Regions from separate parts of the Mus musculus genome. Here region 1 is linked to region 2. The links are chromatin contacts, called in public Hi-C maps. All regions are on one chromosome and are shown on one strand. Each heading gives the region's core, a stretch centred on a gene start, on an enhancer-like site or on the middle of the called end of the contact. The rest is flanking DNA. Distances are from core to core; before and after follow the strand shown.

Evidence for each region. Hi-C and Micro-C count contacts between places; a contact is called where the count stands out from the background.
Region 1: a Hi-C map of bone marrow-derived macrophages shows a contact between it and region 2, with 32 read pairs. The contact joins two enhancer-like sites. A contact is called at or near these places in 11 of 484 Hi-C or Micro-C datasets (the AML12 cell line, bone marrow-derived macrophages, cerebellum and 5 more) and 2 of 115 datasets of contacts at active chromatin or transcription factors (the HPC-7 cell line and microglia).

The regions. Positions count from the first base shown.
Region 1 is chr9:99,163,564-99,166,590 of GRCm38.p6, forward strand. All of the region lies in intron 2 of Gm33857 (a long non-coding RNA gene), which reads left to right. Among named protein-coding and RNA genes, the nearest start is that of Gm33857, 4.0 kb to the left of the region's middle. Within about 2 kb of position 1,773, at least 98 of the 459 cell types and tissues checked have an H3K27ac peak or open chromatin away from gene starts, as enhancers often do. A contact at or near this core is called in bone marrow-derived macrophages, where this site is marked.
Region 2 is chr9:99,061,388-99,064,253 of GRCm38.p6, forward strand. It overlaps Pik3cb (phosphatidylinositol-4,5-bisphosphate 3-kinase catalytic subunit beta), which reads right to left. Exons shown (of 24, transcript NM_029094.3): 13 at 2,633-2,821; 14 at 1,450-1,571; 15 at 344-487. Among named protein-coding and RNA genes, the nearest start is that of Gm1123, 27 kb to the left of the region's middle. Within about 2 kb of position 1,359, at least 3 of the 459 cell types and tissues checked have an H3K27ac peak or open chromatin away from gene starts, as enhancers often do. A contact at or near this core is called in bone marrow-derived macrophages, where this site is marked.

The DNA of each region.
Region 1 (3,027 bases), core at 523-3,022, 100 kb after region 2:
GGGGGCGTTGGGGGACAGTTTGGCTGTGAGGCCTTTGGCGCAGTGTCCAGACTGTATGAGGGGGTGGTGGAGGGGAGGGAAGCTGGGGAAATCCTGACTCACATACCAGAGTAGCCCCAAGGGGAACTTCGGTCTACCAGGTGGGGAACTTTTTCCTATCGTTTGTTTTTGCAGTTAGAAGTCTAGGAACTGACTGCTGTGGGAGAGCCAAGGGGGAGTAATTCTTCGTCTCCCCCCTCCCTAGGCTCCCACAGGTCCCCCTGCTACCTCTTCTGTCACTGAAGAGTCCTTCCCCATCATTGTCTTTTCCTGGTCTCCTCCCACCAGACCGTGAGTGTCCCAGGGAATAGGGCCCGGGTCTGATTCACCTCCTTCAGCCTCATGATGCGGCTCAGCATGGGGCTCGGCACTTGGACGTTTCTCAAAGAGTTACTTGTTGAATGGATGAACAAAGGAATGCTTTCTCTGAACTGCCGCGAACCCCGAACTGGATTTACAAAAGGCGCCTGCGCAAAGCTCTCTGCTCTTTAGGCTCCTTACCAAGATGCCCCTGGGTCTCTAGGACTCAAGCAGGCAGTGAGGCCCTAGAGTTTGCCTTATACATTTGTAGGCATTTCTTTCCACTGTCAGGAGTCCAACCTTTATCGGGTCTCCACAGGAGTATCTAACTCTCAACAGAACAAGAATTATCATTTAAGAGAAGAGCCACAGGAAAGGATGCAGTGAAGGGGCAGAGCGCTTGTCTAGAATTCTTGACGTCTAAAAAGGCAGGGAGGGGTGGAGCACGCACGTGGAGGCAGGAGGCGCGGAAGTTCAAAGTCCTCCTCAGCTACAGACAGATTTCTGAGGCCAGCCTGGGCTACACGAGGTTCTGTCTTGGGCGAATGAGATGGATCATTGGGTAAAGGCACCTGTGCCAAAATTGATGACCTAAGTTCTATCCCCAGGTGGCAGAAGGAGATAGGCAATCTCAGAAGTCCTCAGAACCTCCGTGTGTATTTGTGCACACACAATTAATAAGTACAGATTAAAAAATCTCTCTCACTCGCACAAAACTGGGGAGGAGGGGTATGCCAAGGATACAGTTAGATCCAGGGTGGGAATCTTATATAAATGTGCTCAGCATTGATTTTTCCTGAACCAACTTGGTCTTTTTCCAATGTATATATTTTTTCTCCCTGTATATGATCCGCACAGCTTGTTTTGTGCTGTCAGATCCCCTGGCTCGTTTCAGTAACAAGATACCATCACTTTCAAATTCTCCCAGAACCTCCCACTGGAGCTGCAGCCAAGGCTCCAGTTCCATGCCAGCTGCCCTTCCACTTGACTGGATGTGTAACCACCCTGCCAACCGAAAGACAGAGTGTGATGCAGGTATGGAAGTGAGACCTTCAAGGGCAGAAGCTGAACCAGGAAGAGAAAAAACAGAGATGACCTGCTACTTAAGCCAGTTCTCCTTCTGGCACCTTCAGAGGCTGCCTCTTCCTCTGAGCAGCAATGAAAGGAAAGAGGAAGTGGAAACAATACAGTATAATTGAGTTAGAACAGTAATTACCAGGACCCTGGAGCTAAGAGCAAGAAACTCCAAGAAAAGGGGGTGGTGGTTAAGAAATCCCAGTATTCAGGGTGGAGTGGTGTGTACCTTAATCCTGGCACTGGAGAGGGGAGACAGGAAAAGGTCTGGTTTCAAGGCCCTCCTGGTCTATAGAGTGAGTTCCAGAACAGCCAGGGCTATGTAGAGAGTCCTTGACTCAAACACACAAACAAACATGCAACAAGAAAACCCGAGGATCAGAATCCGGTTCAAGAGTATCCTTGACTACTTAGGAGAGTGCCAGGACAGATGGACCATGTGAAATTCTGCTAGAGAGAGAGAGAGAGAGAGAGAGGAAGAAGAAGCAGGAGGAGGAGGAGGAAGAGGGAAGAGAAGAGAAGAGAAGAGAAGAGAAGAGAAGAGAAGAGAAGAGGAACCAGAAGGAAAGGAGGGAGGAAGGAAGGAAGGAAGGAAGGAAGGAAGGAAGGAAGGAAGGAAGGAAGGAAGGAAGGAGAAAAAATAAAAGAAAGATAGGGGAGCCCTTGGAAGAAGGCTCCATAGGTAAGAGTGCTTGCTGTAGTTCAAATCCCAAAAGCTGGGTGTAGCCAAGCATGTCTGTAACCCCAATGAGAGGAGACAGAGACAGAGATCCCCAGAGCTCACTGGCTAGCTAGCCTCACTGAAACAGTGAATATACACATGCACACAAGTGTGCACACGTACACGCACTCACACAGACACACATAAACTCTCTCTCTCTCTCTCTCTCTCTCTCCAAGGCCAGGGAGTTGGGAAATTAGTAAAAAATATTTGCTTGTACAGGGAGGCAAAAAAGAAAAGACCCCAGACCCCAGTACTGAACTAGACAGGAGCTGGGGAAGCCTCAGAAGCCAGAGGTTGGTAATGAAGGCTGAAAAGCTGCAGAGGAAAGACAGCTCCAAGTGAGCCTGGGGTTTTTCATCTGAGGCTGTGGCCTGATACTGAGTATCGGTGCCCCAAGGAGCAGATGAGTCAGTCCTAGAGCATCCGCTCTTCCTGGGACAGGACTTGCTAGCGACCTCGGCATAACACCATCCTAGCTTGGCTCAGGATGTGGAGGAGACCTGAGTGCATTAACAAGAAGGCTGAGCATGAAGTGCTATTCTAAACTCTTCTTCCTCGTCTTGGAAGTCTCAGCTGGATCTGCCATCATGTGCTTTCAGAGTTGGCTAAAGTCAAGGTTGCCAAAAGAATGAAGCCAGCCGGTTAAATGCCAGATTAACTATGAATACATAATCCTGCAGGAGGCAGGAAAGGAGCGTGGAAACCCAAGACTCTTTTTGATTATTGGTGTTGTTGTACATCCTTGTTTCTGGGGCCTCCTGGGAGACAATGAAGATCTGGTTGACCTTGGCCTGACCCCAGAGGAAGGTAAACACCACCTTCCAACCTTATATCCACAGCTAGAGAAAAGATGTCAGCATCGTGTGGTCACTTAGCCAAAGTCTGTGCTT
Region 2 (2,866 bases), core at 109-2,608:
GAGTGGCTGGGGTAGATTTGATCAGAGCACACACACAGTATAAATATTTAATCAATATTTTTAAACAAAAATTAGTTGTTAGAAAATATTACAATATAACAGTTACTAGTTTTAGTTCAAAATCTAGAAAGTATCATAGAATACTTACCTGAAATACTTTGCCAAATGATGAAAACAGAATTTAGGTATCAAAAGATAAGAGAAGGCACCAAACAGTGTAAATGTCACGGATGGATCAGAAAGCACCTGGAGAAGCTGCTGCTAGTCCACTGGCTGTCTGACATCACACCGGGTTAGTTATTAGAGAACATCATGGTATCAAATCGCAATAGCAAAGACTTACCTAAGATGCCAAAACAGAAACTGCCCAATCCTCCGATTATCAAGTGCTCTTTCTAATAGGAATCTGGAGAGGGCACAATCGAGAAAAGGCTCATATTTCAAAACTTGCACCAATTGTAAAAGATACTGAGAGAGTTCTTCATCACTGAAAGAAACAAAAGGGAGAGAAACTCAGCCACCTGTAACATGAAAGGACCCTTCCCTACCAACTGTCACATGCCCTGGCTCATGTGCGTGGGTCTCCTGGACCAGGCCTGTCATGTGCTTACATTCGCTGTACCACGTGATTATACATAAAAACTGCCAGGAGTCGTGCCCACTGCCCCCAAATAACATAATTATTTTGTGTGTGTGTGTGTGTGTGTGTGTGTGTGTGTGTGTGTGATGTATGTGGTATGTGTACCAGTGTTCAGAGGACAATGTGGTGGAGTGAATCTGTCTAGATAGGTTCCAGGGGTCAATAAGGACATCAGGGTTCTGAGACAAAGTTTCTCCATGTCCACTTATAAAAACCTATAGCTACTAGAAACAACAAATATAAAGTGGGAGGCTGCTTCTCCTAGTCATAGGATTCTACATCTCAGACTAATACAGAGGTTACATAGTTCCTTCTGCCTATCAAACTATTCAAAATAGATCTGATTTTAAAAGCAAGGAAAGACCATAGCCAGGATGGGGACAGGAAGATCAGTCTGAGCTTGACAACTAGCTAGCCTGGGCTACACGGTGAGTTCAAGGGCAGATCCCATGTGAAAATAAATAAACTTGCCTCCATCCTAAAATACCAACCCTTCTTATTTGGGGCAATTAATAGACTATGGGGAAGGAAAGAGGGGACAGAGGCATGGCTGCTCAGTTTAGAAGTGCTGGCCTCCAGGGTTGGCCAAGGGCAGGCGCTTGGAAACCAAGGTTTCAGAACTCGGTCCTGTAGTGAAAGGGGAAAGTGGCCTTCCCACACCTAAAGTGTTCATGCAGCAGTAAGGGCTGCACCGCAGAGCCAGCAGAGGGCGCTAAGATCCCACACAAGACCTGGCCACCAGTGCTCACACACATTCCTTGCCCACTCTGGTAACTCCTTGCCCCATGATGGTGCCAGAAAAGAGATACCTCATCTGTCGAAGGCAGCCTACAGCGTATTCCCGGACATACTGGTCTGGATAGTTGAAATCCAGGAGTTCCAGGGCTTCCCTGGGGGGCAGTTTGGGCCATATCTGCAGGAGCGCCTGAAGCTGTTTAAAATGAAAACTGGGTCAGAAGTTTGGTGGACAAAAGTAACTTACCTTTCCCGGCACATGGGAGCACAGATGAGTCAAAACAAGGAAAAAATTTAACTACTGATGCCTCAAACATCCTGGCAGATGCAGACTAACAAAGGTTGCCTTTGTTTCTGAAACATTCTGTGTACGTTTAAAAGGTTATTCTGTGCCTACCAAAAACAAAGTAAGACACTGCAGGTATCTACAGTGATTAACCACCGCATAATTTAAGAACAAAACAACTATAAATAAGCCAAGTCTCAAGCTAAGTAAAGACATATATACTAAGAAAGTCAATAACTCATTTTAAAACTACAAAGTATGTATGTATGTATGTATGTATGTATGTACGTATGTATAGTATGTATGTATGTGTTTGTCTGAGGCAGAGTTTCTCTGTGTAGCTGTGGCTGTCCTGGAACTCTGTCTGTACACTAGGTTAGTCTAGAACTCAGAGATCAGCCTGTCTCTGCCTCTGAGTGCTGAGATTTAAGGTACACACACCACCAAGCCCATCTGCCTTTAGATGAATGTTTAAAGAAATCTATTACTTTACAGACTTTTTATTAGCCAGAACAGCTCGAGCTCCTCAGATCAGAAATAAAAGTGAGTGGTCCACGAGAACTGAACAGTGCCTACATTCTGTTTATGGCTAATAAATCCTGTTATAAATGCTACAGGACATTAGACGACAAGACTCCCTGGGCAAGAGCTGGAGCTGCATGTGAAGACATAGCTGTGGCCACACCCAGGTCTTCAGAAGAGGAACTCTGCCATGGCTCTGTGAGATGTGGAGCCCTTAAAGGCTGAGACAGGAGGACTGGACATTTGAGAGAGGCTAAGGTTACATAGTAACAAAACAAAACATCCAACAAATGGAAATACTTCTGCGGAAAGACATTTTACACAAAATCAGAGTCACACACACACACACACACACACACACACACACACACACTTGTTATTTGGGGGAAAGAAAGTGGAGGGAGAGAAGGAAGAGATGGGAGAGGGAGGGACAAGGAATTTTCTGTCACCTGAGCAACATCTTCAAGTTTATTCCACTTGATTGACAAGAGTAGTTTTGGCAGTGACTGAGGGAAATTTTCTCGGCAGTCTTGCCGTAGAGTCCAAATAAGGTCCATTTCGTTCTCACACAGCTGAGACAGGGGGTCCCTGTCCAAGATTTCTTTCAGCACAGCAAGAAATTTTTTTCCACCACGACTCTTTAAGAAAGTAAAATGGCCATTATGGAATTTAACTGTGCAACC